Regions from separate parts of the Triticum aestivum genome. Here region 2 is linked to region 1. Evidence: chromatin contacts called from public Hi-C data. All regions are on one chromosome and are shown on one strand. Each heading gives the region's core, a stretch centred on a gene start, on an enhancer-like site or on the middle of the called end of the contact. The rest is flanking DNA. Distances are from core to core; before and after follow the strand shown.

Evidence for each region. A called contact is a pair of places that touch in the nucleus more often than the background predicts.
Region 2: a contact with region 1 is called in a Hi-C map of leaf, with 4 times the contacts expected there. The contact joins the promoter of LOC123165306 here to the promoter of LOC123170175 in region 1. A contact is called at or near these places in 3 of 5 Hi-C or Micro-C datasets (leaf and root) and 1 of 1 datasets of contacts at active chromatin or transcription factors (leaf).

What each region holds. Positions count from the first base shown.
Region 1 is chr7D:590,292,309-590,299,502 of IWGSC CS RefSeq v2.1, reverse strand. It overlaps LOC123170175, which reads left to right and starts at 5,234. Exons shown (of 4, transcript XR_006485072.1): 1 at 5,234-5,402; 2 at 5,474-5,534. It overlaps LOC123171796 (small nucleolar RNA U3), which reads right to left and starts at 5,084; the gene lies at 4,866-5,084. It overlaps LOC123164526, which reads left to right. Exons shown (of 8, transcript XM_044582037.1): 8 at 1-80. It overlaps LOC123171795 (small nucleolar RNA U3), which reads right to left and starts at 872; the gene lies at 653-872. It also overlaps the pseudogene LOC123166747.
Region 2 is chr7D:590,646,468-590,653,549 of IWGSC CS RefSeq v2.1, reverse strand. It overlaps LOC123165306 (histone H2B.3-like), which reads left to right and starts at 3,732. Exons shown (of 1, transcript XM_044582934.1): 1 at 3,732-4,368. The coding sequence starts at 3,820. The coding sequence ends at 4,248.

The DNA of each region.
Region 1 (7,194 bases), core at 3,985-6,484:
TGTGTTTGACCCTGAACAGCAGGGGAGCCCCTGTCGAGTTTATTGATGCACTGATTGAATGGAAGAATCATTATGCATCACATTTGTTTGTTTATCGTGTGAATTATTGCATGCCGCAACTTGTCGAAAAGGAGAAGAATCTCAACCAGGCAGCCCAGGCTGCCAGCTTCATCCCAGCTCAGTTTTGTATTGGTTTAGAGTCTAAAGATTCACAGAAGAAATCAAGCAAGCAAACATTATTTTTGTTGTTTTCAAGTTTGAAACGTTCATCAGGATCGTTTGCTGCTTTACCAATGGTTTGTCGCAGTTTTAGTTATTGATCTTGTTGAATTGAATTGTTCCGGGACCGGCGACCATTTTGGTTTGTTTGTTTGATGATTTCAGATATATGATTACGACTAGGTTATATGATTACCAATGGTTAAAGAAGTCCCAAATGAAGATGCAGATTTATTTGTAGATCTTTTAGACCAATATTCTGTAGGTAAGAAAGTCTTTTAGACGAATATTTTGTAGGTAAGAAATGGAAAAGGTGCCGTTAGTACAGGCAAAAAAATAAAAAGAATTTTGTGTCTGTCAGACAACCACTGGGCCACCCTGTTCAGGCGTGGAAAAGGTGCCGTTAGTACAGGCAAAAAAATAAAAAGAATTGTGTCTGTCAGACAACCACTGGGCCACCCTGTTCAGGCGTCAGCCAGGCAGGAACGATCATCTACAGCCGTATGATCCATCCATCAGATGAACCCTGGCCGTTAATCACGCTCTGGCCCAGTGGTCAGAATGCATCAACCAGACTGAAGTGCTTGCCTCCTTATTGGTAAAGGATGCAGCGGTACGAGCCTATAGAACAGATCCTGTTCAAGTAAGGTCGTGCAACCATTCGCAGCACCCCACATTATAAACCGGTTCGGCGCGCTGTAAACTTCCGAGGTGGGACTAATGTATGGCAAGCAACGCTGAAGCGCAGCGCAGCGCCTGGGGGATGAGAAGGGCTCGTGTGGGTCTCGGCCCGTGAAGCTGGGCTGGAGAATGAACGGAGCCCAGCCCATCTAAGAAACAGCCGTCGTCTCGTCTGGACTCCAGGGAGCTCCGCCGATCTTGCAGCAGCAATGGCCGGAGCAGGAGAAGATGACGACGAAGTAGCTCCTCCCCCTCCCTAGCCCAGCAAGTAAGCAGCAGTATGGGCGTTCCTGAGTAGATCGGTCAAGTGCGAAATCCCTTCCCCCCTTGACCTGCCGTTCCTCCCTCCCTGCAGCCCATGGGCGACGCGGCGGCGGAGCACCACCACGGCGTCGGCGACGAGCCGTCCTTCCGGATGGAGAACCTTCCTGGGTAACTGCCATTCCGCCGGTCGCTCTCTTCACATTCTTCTCCTCACATGACAGGAGGGGGAAATAATATTATTACCCTAAGATCCAACCACTGCGTGAAAATTAGTCTTTTGATGTGATTCCTGGGGTGTTCCCCACGGATCTGAACCTTTGGGGCAAACAAAAAAAATCTGGTGTTTTATGGGGTTGTTGCCTGGGGCAGGGGCAGGGAGCTTAGGTTATGGCCCAATCCATGTCTTTTACTTTTTCAGTGAGCCTCAGTTTTAAGGTTTATTGCTCAAGTTGTTTGCTACACCAACAGGGAGGGTATCGGCTTGCTTGAGTTGCTAGAGAAAGGAAAATAATTGAATTACTTGCTGCCGAATGAGCGTATACACTACACACTTCTTCCTTGGATAAAAGGCGCAACGGCCACCTAATTTCGTTACTGAAATTGTTTCGATTTCGGTACCACAGGTTCCACAATGCAAACCAGGCTCCACAAGCCGCGGCCTAACAACAGCGTTGGAACGGCCAGAAGCACAACTAAGAATTGACACTGAGAAAACTAGTAGCAAAACTAAAGGCTTCATCAGGACACCACAGACTGGCACCTTTCTTCCGGTCTTCTGACCACCGGCCTACTACAGGAAGTAATTCAACGATTTTCCTTTGTCGAATGTGTTTCTTGTGTTCGTTCTTCTGGAAGCCAGCTCATAATTTCATCGGTCAGACAGATTGGAAAAGCCACAGTAGTAGGACCCCTAGGAAGAATACCTCAAAAACATGCTTCATTCCCCGTTTTCCAAATAGCCCAAATGGACAAGGTCAGGCACGCAACCCCTACTGCCAAATTGCAAAAATCCAAGAGGTACATTAACGATAAGTGAAAGCAGTAACAGAATTACGCCGAAATGGACAATAGACTGCACTCCATGTGTACTTGGCACCACTAAATTGTTGCAAAGAAGACTGCAAAACACCCATTGAAACTACACTGCAAAAAGTTACAATTTGCATCTGGTTTGATTTCTCTTTTGTGCACTTTCAGGTCATTGTGTGTTTTGATTTGAGTAATTAGTGGCTATTACTCGTCTACCAGTTAGTTTTAGTTAAAATTGAACCTGACTAAATATCCAGGCCCTTTGCTGTCACATGAGTTTCAACCTGTTGTGATGTCACTGCTTCCACTTGAAGAGGCTGTGAGGACAAGCATTGTTTCGATGAGTTGGAAAATGCTCTGGACATTCCACTGTAATCTGTGTTTTTATGGCCCAAGTGATCTGGATTTACAACTGATGAATGATCCATTGATGATCTTCTCAAAATAAAACGACCTAAGTTCATTAAGGCTGTAAATTGGCCTATTCAGTGGCATAGTGGGATAGGGATCGATAAGTTCTGCATCAGTTGTGGCTTGCACAAAGAGGACTTTTATAATCTTGACAGGTGGATTCACTTTGCCGCTTCATCGAAAACAAAGATCATAGCTTTTGGTCTGAAGAAAACTTATTCGCCATCCGAAGAAGTTCATCACTTTCCTCTTGAGGCCTTGGGTGTTCAAGGCAGCTCTTCTGTGCAGTCCTTGTCTCTCGCTGCTGTTTCTATAAAGCCACACCCGGTATATGTGGCTTTACAATATTCAGAAGACTTAATCTGGAATGTGTTCAGATATCTGAAGACTTTCCAGGCTTGCTAGCAAACTGTTCGGCACTTGAGGACATAGAGATCACAGAGTAATTTGGTGTCGAGATGGTTGACGAGCAAACTTTCCAGGCTTGCTAGGAAAGTTGTACTAAAGCAGTGACAAATTATATGGGTTTGAGGGAGTAACTAATTTAAGCATACCACACCAACTTGACGAGCTTCAACATTTACTAATTGACAGAATGAATGTCGAGATGGTTGAGTTTCATGTTGCTGATCTTGCTCATTTTGAGTACGAAAGACGAGATTCCTAAACACTTCATGGTTGCTCAAAATTAGTGAAGGCTACAGTAATGTTTAAAGGCAGCAAAGGACTGGCCTGTGTATTCACTCACTGTTTCTGGCAGCGAAGGCTACAATTAGTTCCAATCATTTTGCCAGTGATGATACTAAATGTGCAATCTTATATGCATGGATATGAATAGGTTAGCTGGTGTTTATTTATTTATTCATTCTTGTTTGCGTACATTATAGTCCTGAAACTGGTTTTAGTGTCATGTTATTTGTCCTTGTCATGTTTCAGTTGCAGAAGCTGACAACGAAACCACATGGCATGTTTATGCATTCCAGGCATCTGAGTTGTCCAATTAAGTGTCTTCTCTAGACAGCCAAATGTTGATAATGAAGTTCTTCAGCTTGCCCGCTGCTTGGGTGTTGCACCCCGACTGGAGACGTTGCATTTGGATGTGAGTGCCATTTTATTAGTTTAGATAAACAAATACATGGATCTCAAGTATAATGATGCTGCATGATTGCATCATTCTACAGGAAAGACCTGTGCTTGGACTACTTGCTCCGATTGATCGCAAACTTTGAAATGTAGATGGTATATCTGAACCTTGACGACGTTGGGAGTGATGGAAGGCTCCCATATGCGTCACCATGATCATCTCAAGACGGTCCACATGAGCGTGTTTCGGTGCTACATTGCTCAGGTCAAGCTGGGGTGCTGTATCTTACAGCCAAGGGTTGCGGCCAGTATGTTTCCCATCCAGGATCATGGCGTCGGGTGTGCTGCCCGGGAGGTCAGCAGATGGGCACAGCTACCTCGGAGCGCTTCCATATAAGGTGATCAGAGTCTCAGGTGCCCCTTCACAGTGAGTGAGTAAGCCGATCCTTTGACTGTCCCCATCTGTGTACTATGTGCTGTGACCATGCCATCTTTTTTTTTTCTTTTTTCTTCTTGCTTACAAGAGGTCTATTTGTCCCTGTCAGGTGCCGCTGAAGCTACTACTGACTGCTGAAAGAACTTGAGTGATGAATGCTCAAACAAAGTTTGGGGTCGATTGGGGTCAATCGAGTGCCGATGGAGGCATCATGTAATACTGATGATGGCGGGTCCCGTAAGCCAGTTCGCTGGGTTCTTGAGAGCCTGTCGTGCAAAGAGATAATGATGTCAATGTGATGGTTAAACTGGCTGTGTTTTATTCTTCTGGGGCAAGGATCACACTAAACACGCATCTTAAGTCTGATATATAGAAGGAGCACTGGTGAACCATTTGTCTGGCTGTACTGACTGCCGTTGCAAAAAGTGAATCTGAGCTGTGTGATTGCAAAAAGATTCTGTGGTTGGAGAAGCTAAAAAATGAATCAGATTTGTGACTACAAACACCCTCTGACTACAAATAGATTATGCGGCTAAAGAAGTTAAAAATACATAACTGCAGATTGTTTGTAGGTGCTTCAAAACATAGATTCTGTAAGGAAAATGAGCTAGATTACGTGGGTAAAGAAGTTCGAAAATGAAACTGCAGATTATTTGTAGATGGTTTTGAAGGTGACTACGTTGGTAAGAAGAAAAATGTTGTACACAAGAAAGAAAATAATGTGGGAAAAAAAAGATTTTTATGTCTGTCAGACAACCACCGGGCCACCCTGCACAGGTCTAAGCCAGGCAGGAACGATCCTCTACAGCCGTCGGATCCATCCATCAGATGGATCTGGCCGTTAATCACGCTCGGGCCCAGTGGTCAGAATGCATCAACCAGACTGAAGTGCTTGCCTCCTTATTGGTAAAGGATGCAGCGGTACGAGCCTATAGAACAGATCCTGTTCAAGTAAGGTCGTGCAATGTTTCGCAGCGCCGCGCCTTATAAACCGGTTCCGCTCCCTGTAAACTTCCGAGGTGGGACTAATGTCTGGGATGTAACGCTGCAGCGCAGCGCCTCCCCCTGGCGAGGGATGAGAAGGGCTCGTGTGGGCCTCGGCCCGTAAAGTTGGGCTGGAGAATAAACGGAATCCAGCCCATCTGTCTCTCCCATTGCTTTCCTTTTTCGACTTCACTAACTGCTCCACGGAGCTCCGCCGATCTTACAGCAGCAATGGCCGGAGCAGGAGAAGATGACGGCGAAGTAGCTCTCCTCCTCCTCCCGCTCCCTCCTCTAGGTCAGCAAGCAAGCAGATCGATCGACTGCGAGATCCTTCCCCCTTAACCCGCCGCTCCTCCCTCCCTGCAGCCCACGGACGCCGCAGGGGCGGAGCACCGCCACGGCGTCGGCGACGAGCCTTCCTTTCAGGGTAACCACCATTCCGCGAGTCCCTCTTTTCTCTTTCTTCTCCTTGAACCACAGCAGGGGGAAAAAAATATTTGCTCAAGCATTTCACTGTTACCCTGAGGATCCATTCCAATCAGTGCGTGAAAATTAGTCCTTGATGTGATTCCTGTGGCGTTCCCCACGGATCTGTACCTCTCGGGAAAAGTAATAAATTAAAAATAATTGTGTTTTATGGGGTTTGTTGCCTGGGGCAGGGGCATGGAGCTTAGATTATGGTCCAATCCATGTCTTTTACTTTTTCAGTGAGCCTCACTTTTAAGGCTTATTGCTCAAGTTGTTTGCTAGACTTGCTTGAGTTGTTGGAGAAAGGAAAATCGTTAGAGTTACTTGCTGCCGAATGAGCCTCTACACCACAGACTTCTTCTTTGGATAAAAGGCGCAACTGCCACCTAATTTTGTTACTGAAATCGTTTCGGCTTCGGTAAGACGGTAACACCACATTCGGGTTTTATTATTCAAATCAGACTGCACAAGCCGTGAACTGACAACGCCAGACGCACGGCCAAAAAAAAATTGACACCAAGAAAACTAGCAAACTAAAGGCTTCATCAGGACAGTGCAGACATGACATACATACATCCTGACGCGGTGACGCCCTCAGCCTGCTTCCGGTCTTCTGACCACCGGCCTACTGCAGCCGTGCTGGCTAGAGAAATCTTCAGACGCCACCGGGGACAGCTTGCCGGGCCGCCCGCTGAATGTGCTTCCTGTGTTGGTTCTTCAAGAAGCCAGCTCATGGATTCATAGTAGGATCCCTTGGAAGAGTACCTCAAAAACATGCTTCATTCCTCGTTTCCCAGATAGCCCAAATGAACAAGGTCGGGCACGCAACCCCTACTGCTAAGTTGCAAAATCCAAGAAGTACATTAATGATAAAGTGAAAGTAGTAACAGGATTGCACCGAAATGAACAATAGACTACACTCCACGTGTACTTGGCACCACTACAAAACACCCATTGAAACTACACTAGAAAAAGTTGCAATCTGCATCTGGTCTGATTTCTCTTGCACGTAGTTTCAGGTCATTGTGTGTTTTGATTTGAGTGATTAGTGGCTATCGCTTGCCTACCAGTTAGTTTTAGTTAAAGTTCAGCCCGACTAAAAATTCAGGCTCTTTCTTGTCACAGGAGATTCAACCTGTTGAAGTTGGAAAATGCTCTGGACGTTCCACTGTAATCTGTGTTTTTATGGCCCCAGTGATCTGGATTATCACACTGATGAACAATCCATTGATGATTTTCTCAAATAAAACGAGCTAAGTTCCTTGAGGCATAGTGTGATAGGTATTGATAAGTTATGCATCAGGTGTGGCTTGCACAAAGAGGACTTTGATCATCTTGACAGCTGGATTGGCTTTGCTGCTTCATCAAAAACAAAGCAAAGATCATATCTTTTGACCCGAAGATACTTATTCGCCATCCGAAGAAGTTCATGTTCATCACTTTCGTCTTGAGGCCTTGGGTGTTCAAGGCAGATCTTGTGTGTAGTTCTTGTTTCTCGCTGCTGTTTCTATAAAGCCACACTCAGGTATATATGGATTAAGTATACCACGCTAACTTGACAAACTTCGACATTTACTAATTGACAGAATGAATGTTGAGATGGTTGAGTTTCATGCTGC
Region 2 (7,082 bases), core at 2,483-4,982, 360 kb before region 1:
GGCCTTATATAGATGCAAAATATATATTCCATAGTGGCCTTGTATATAAAAATGGAGGGAGTACAAGAGATGATACCCACGTTGTTGTGGGAATCGCCTATAATTATTTCAATGAGATTCGGTTACTGCAACATTATTTGGATTAACAGTATGATAATTTGAAACTAAAATAAATATAACTTATTGTCTTTTATTACACTCCCTCTGATCCTAAATACTTGTTTTTCTAGAGATTTCAACAAGTGGCTATATACGGAGCAAAATGAGTGAATCTACACTCTACAATATGTCTATATACATCGGTATGTGATAGTCCATTTGAAATCTCTAAAAAGACAAATATTTAGAAATGAAGGGAGTAATAGAGTTGTAAATATTTATTAAACATGTCTAGCGTGCACGGTGCATATTAAGGTGGACCTTTTCGTGTGCATGTGGGCATGGTGAGTTGACGTAGTAGCGTGTTGAGAGAAATAGAGTTAGTGGGATCAAGTATTTATATAAGATTCAACACGAACCTCGTAGCCCCGAGCTGTTCAAAGCAAAATATCGATGATGCCGCAATCTTCTGGCCTATCATGATGCATTGCATTATGCATTAGCTGCTCTGGGGCTGGGGCATGTCCTTAGCCCAACAATGGAGTAACCTCTATATATTGACGAAGGCGGACTGTTTGGAGTCAGTTAATCTTTTGAAGGCTAGTGTCGCAGAAAGATCAAGATACACCTTTATGGTGAATGAAATACACTGAAGTCGAAAGAACGGAATGTTTATATTACTCATGTGCGTCGGTCTGAAAATAATACAAGCCACCTGTTGGCAAACTTTGACATATGTAAAAAGGTACTCCCCCGTTTCAAAATATTTGACTTTCTAGAGATTTCGACAAATGACTATATACGGAGCAAAATGAATGAATCTACACTTTAAAATATGTCTATATACATCCGTATGTGGTAGTTCATTTGAAATCTCTAAAAACAAAAATATTTAGGAACGGAGGAAGTATGTCATTTGGCTAAGATCAGGACCAGATATATGGTTGTGAAACATTGAAACGAGAAGTGTAGCCCTGCTGGTCGAGAAATACAAAGTCTGTCCCCGCAAAAGAGAGCAAAATGTCGATGGAAAAAAAAATCGAACTCAAAATTCCCGCCACGGAGAAAGTCCAACCGGTCGGTACATACGCGCGTGTGGGACGAAACCCGTCTGCTCCCCCCGGCCCATCTTTCCGCCACCTCAGCGATCCGTGCCGAGGCGCATGTGGGTCGGGGACCTCCTATTGCGCGCCTTCTGTGCCGCGCAAGCAAACTGGCGCCTGCAGCAGCGGCTGGATGGGCCGGCCCACAAATCGCGCTGCGTTGGCCGAAAAACAGCACTCGATCTACATCAATCTCGCGCCCTCGCGCTTAGAAACAGCGATGCTAACCATTCCACCAGCTAAATGCCAGTGATACTACACGGCGCGAACATTCTTAAGAAGAGAAACGTAGACGCACTATTAATTTCGCATTACACTGTAGAGTTTAGATTCTCCAATTATTTGAAAACATGTGTACATGAAGTTCATGATCATCAAAAAAAAGTTCCCGTATTTAAAAAATAGTTCACCAAAAACGAAAAAGTTCATGTATTCAAAATAAAGTTCACAAATTCAAAAGAAGTTCATCGATTTGAAAAAAAGTTCATTGATTTGAAAAAAGTTCATCTAATTTGGGAAAAAATTCATCAATTTGAAAAAAGTTCATCGGATTTGGAAAAAGTTTACCAATTTTGATGAAAAGTTCATCGGTATTGAAAAAAAGTTCATCGATTTTGAGAAAAGTTCAAAAAAATGAAAAATAAGTTCATCAATTTTGAAAAAGGTTCACGAGTTTCAAAACAATCAGTTCATGGATTTCGAAACACGAGTTCATCCATTTGAAGAAACCAAATACGAATTTGGAAAAAAAGAAAGAAGAAAAGGATAGAGAAAAAAAGGACAAAGAGGAAGGAAGAAATGGATATAAAACGTGTATCTTATCACAGCTAGTGAGGTTGTCGGATTGGTTACTCCTCTAGCCCTGATAACCTGCGGTGCAGGGTTCGAATCCTAACTCGTGAGGAGATTTTGCAGTTTTCTTTAGAATTTCGAAAACAGGAAAAAAATGAAATATGGGCCGGCCCGCGAGTAGCTCCTGTAGACGCGGGTTAGCAAAAACAGTATAAACCGGCGCCTGCAGCGCCAAATAGGAATTGCCCGTGGGTCGTCCATCGCGCACAGCGGCGAACGTCTGAGATCGTGTCAAATCAGTCAAGGCCACCGATCCGTGGCACGCACCCCTCCACCAATCAGAGACAGCCTCTCCCCTCCTAGAAATCCTCCGCGCCCTCGCCGCCGATTCCTCACCAGCCCTCCAACCTGTTTTATACCAAAAGCTAATAATCCACTTGAGAGACATGCTAGCAAAATATATACACGCAAAATGTTTGAGATGTTTCAAAATCACATATATGAATCCAGAGATTATCATGTTGAGGCTATCAATCCAAACAAACAGTACAAGACAATTCATAGGAAACTTGTGCAACGAGAGAAGTGGTGCCGCCCTCCTTACACAATGTCAACTGCTAATGATTTTCCAAAATTACACTTTTGAATGTGCCCAGTATGAACATATGGGTCTTCTTTGCGCTCATATACTAAATGTCTGTTATATGGAATGTCTATGTGCATATGTTTAGTCCGTAAGTTTAATTATTTTTTATTTTATATCTATAATCTGCTGCCAGGTCATGACTTCTTCGGATATTTCTGACATAACCGGAAACCATATAATGAAAAGATGGGCAATCAATGCTCGTGACATTCTACCTGTTGATCTAGTAATATACCAAAAGGATCATGCTTTGCCTGCACATAATACATTTTTGTTAGAAAACGTAGTAGAAAAAAATCGCCGTACGGTCACCCAGGAACAATATGAAGATGCATAAACGGTTTGGATCACGATCGTTACCGAGTCCGAGTAGCAGCGGAAGTAGACAAATCGGTGTAGATTGTACTTGGAGCATGGAGAGGGAGAAATGGGGGCAACCAGGGTTTAACCCTCGCTGGAGCGGCTTAAAGAGCCGGGTTTGGCCCCTCGGGCAGTTTGCCGGAGCGGCGAAACCCTACGATCTGATGGGTTTCCTCGGGTCCCGCCCGTCAGTTTGATGTGGCAGACGTGTCTGGGTGTCCCATATCCGGCCCACATCTGTGCTGAGTATGAGGGGTGCCGAACAATCCAGCCGTCTGGGCTAGGTTTGAGGGTTCCAGTTGGCCGGTTGGGTGCCGATTTTATGATCCGTCCGCCTGTACCTATTCGGGAGGTTTGAGGAATATACGATTACGGATGCTCTCATACCATATTGTCATTGCGTCTTATTTCGTTGATTTTGATTTGCTCCGGTATGACTTCTGATAATGTGAAGCCAGGAACATGCTTTGCTCTTCGTCAGCTGAGATGGCAGATGGATGGAAAACAGTCACACCCAAAATTCCCGCTACGAAGAGAGTTTGATCTCCCCGCCCAACTTTTGGCCATGTCATCGATCCGCGCCGAAGCTCATCAGGGCCGTCCATCAGAAGCAGCAGCTAGCGGCTGATATCTCTCGATCGATCACCTGACGTCACCGATCCGGGGCACCTACCCCTCCTCCAATCAGAGCGCACCTTCTTCCTCTGCATAAATAAAGTCGCCGCACCCTCCCCATCTCATCACCAACCACCAATCCATTCCCCACCAGCACCTTCCGGCGAAACACAGCACCTCTCCCCGGCGAAGCAGCAGCGTCCAATGGCCCCCAAGGCGGAGAAGAAGCCGGCTGCCGCGGAGAAGACCCCGGCGGCCGAGAAGACCACGGCCGGGAAGAAGCCCAAGGCCGAGAAGCGGCCCCCGAAGTCCAAGGAGGGCGGCGCTGACAAGAAGAAGAAGAAGGCCAAGAAGAGCGTGGAGACGTACAAGATCTACATCTTCAAGGTGCTGAAGCAGGTGCACCCGGACATCGGCATCTCCTCCAAGGCCATGTCCATCATGAACTCCTTCATCAACGACATCTTCGAGAAGCTCGCCGGCGAGTCCGCCAAGCTCGCCCGCTACAACAAGAAGCCAACCATCACGTCCAGGGAGATCCAGACCTCCGTACGCCTCGTCCTCCCCGGCGAGCTCGCCAAGCACGCAGTGTCCGAGGGCACCAAGGCCGTCACCAAGTTCACCTCCTCCTAGACCACGATGGTTCTCTGTAACAGTCACCTGTTTAGACCATGTCGTCTTGTAACTTGCGTTGGTTCTGTGGGAACACACTGTTTCATTACCTCATGAAATGGTAATGGTGCTTCTTTGATCTGTGTCATGGTTATGTATCATGTTCAGTTCTTGTCCCCGTCGCTTCACTTGATCTGTGTCATGGTTCCTGCTATGATCTTGTTTGTGTGAGTTCTGAATCTCCAACTTCTTTTATGCTATGCAACTTATGTTCAGATTTGTGAGCATGGCCTCTGTAATACTCTGCTGACAACGATTCTGAATTTGCAAAGATGTTTCTCTGTCTGTTTCTTAATTTCAGTTTTCAGCTATCGGTTTTAGAGGCTGATTGTGCCTTCGGCATGAGGAGGGGAGGCTGTGGTGGTCGAGTACATGTACATGGTGATGGCGCCGGGGGCTTGAGGCAGCGTCAGGACCCTGTTCCAGTTAACTGACGAAAGTGTCGATTTCTTCGGAGATAGACCCAGTTTCAGTCATAGGATGGCCGTCCTTGCTTCAGCCCTTCCTTCTGCTCGCTGCTCAACTGCCATGCCAGGATCGCCTAAAACGTTACGGTCTGCTCGTTGCAGGCACAAAGGGCGTGTCCGTCTGCTGTTTAGGCATCTGTTGTTCTGACTCGGTAGTATGGCCGTGTGTAAATCTCTGCAGACAACGGCTCATAACTTGAGTGGATGTTTCTCTGTTCCATTTCTCAACACATTTTGACTATGGGTTAACGAGGCTATTGGCCGTGTGGAGGGGAGGCTGTAGCAGACGAGTACATGTACATGGTGGTGGCGCGGCGGCTGGGGCTCGAGGCAGAGGTGAGGTGGCGTCTGACGAGAGTGTCGATTTCTTCAGATATAAATATAGGTTCGCCTCCTCCTAATTAGGCTAAGCTGTTCCCTGTCAGAGGATGGCAGTCCTTGCTTCAGCCCTTCCTTCTGCTGGCTCAACTGCCAGGATCGCCTAAAACGCCTAAAATCGTGTTTTTATCGTCAGGGCTAGGTTTTGAGCAATTCTAGTGTCAAGTTGTTCAGGACTTTCAGTTCTTTCTGCAGGTAGATAATCATTTTCTTATGGGGCTGGGTGCTCCTGCGTATTTCTTATATATAGAGAAAGCGATTTTTTTTTTTTTTTTTTTGCAAAATGGTTGGCAAAACCACATCATATATAAGAAAAAAGAAAGAAGAAAAACACACAACACTGATAACGACCTAAACCGACCACCACCACCACTTAAGACGACCACGGCCCAGAGTGATTGAGAGCAAGATCTTTAGAGTGGCTTCAAGAAGGAAAACGACGCCCATGGACGATGTCATCGTCCGCATCGACCATCATCAACCACAACGTTTTTGCCATATCAACAACCTCCAACGCTGCCACCACTTCGACAGGCACGTACCAACATTGAAAAAGTACCCTTCAATAATGCCTCTAATCATCGCCAGTAACGACCCTCGTCGATCAAAGCTTTCCCCCAAAACGTTATTCCTCGTCACCTTAACACACCTTGTGTATGGGGCGAGCTACTACAAACCTGCAAGACTAAGTCGTGGCTCCGTTTGTATTCATTAGTGGCAGACCACACCGAACTAAGCAGGATATCATCAAGGAGGAACCCTCGAGTCGATGTCGGCACCACATGGACCCTGTCGAGACCACAACACCATTGTGCCAACAACACAAGCAACACCACACCGCACGACCGTGCCGCACCACGGCCAACAAAACACCAGCCGTACCGTCAACAGAGCAGCGACCGCAAGCCTGCATGGTCCAGATCCGACCGGATGTGAGATGCGCCTTGGCAATAGCCGCCACCCCCGACCACCGCTCGCCGCCACCCAGGCTCGAAGATCCAAGCATGAACGCCCCAACACCTTGGCCCCGCTCGTTGTCCCACTGCCCACACAACCGAAGTAGACAGAACAGACAACGTCACGCCACCTCCAACCCGGAGTGTACGCACCCATTGGTCACGCACACCTCAACATCCGTTGCACGACATATATGCCCCTCACAACCCACAACCAACCTCGCCGCCCAAGCTCCGAGCATTCATGTGCGCTGCACAACATGGCGTCCAACATAGGACGCTGTCACACTTGCCAACTCCACCTTCCCCGCCACACCTAGGTGTGCCGAGCAACGCGACTGCCCTCATGCCTCTGTGAACCATCAAGTCGACCTCCACCGAAATGAAGTGCACAGCCGCCACCTTCCTTGATGCATGCTCACGCTTTGCTAGCGGGCCCTATGGCGGCGACATTACGCGGGATCGGGATGATTAACTTCATGTACGAGAGATTGTGCCAGGCCCGCTCTTGCTTAAAGCACCCATGCCTCAAATATGCCCATGAGGAAGGGAGCTTCTATTTGACGCCTTCTATGAAATATCCTATTCGCCGCTCACTGCGGCGAACTGTCGAGCAATCGCACAGAGCAGCGCAGCGAGCCACAGACATGGGCCGGCCCACTTATAGGTAGTGCGGCCAACCGGTTTTGGGCTGAACCTGGTTTTTTCCTGTATCCTTTTTTTCAAGTTCTTTTTGGCTTTCGATTTTTTTCTCTTTTTTTTTACTTTTCTGTTTCTTTTCCTTTTTTAGTTTCTGTTTCTCTTTTTATGTTTTTTTTCAAAATTTCACAACTTTGCAAATTTGTTCGCAAATTTAAGAAAAATGATTCTATTTTTCAATTTTTATTCGTGAGTTTCATTAAATGTTTCAATTAAAAATTTGTTCGCATTTTTCAAAAAAATGTTTGTGTTTGATTTTTTTTCGTGAGTTTCGTAAAACGTTCCCATTTTTAAA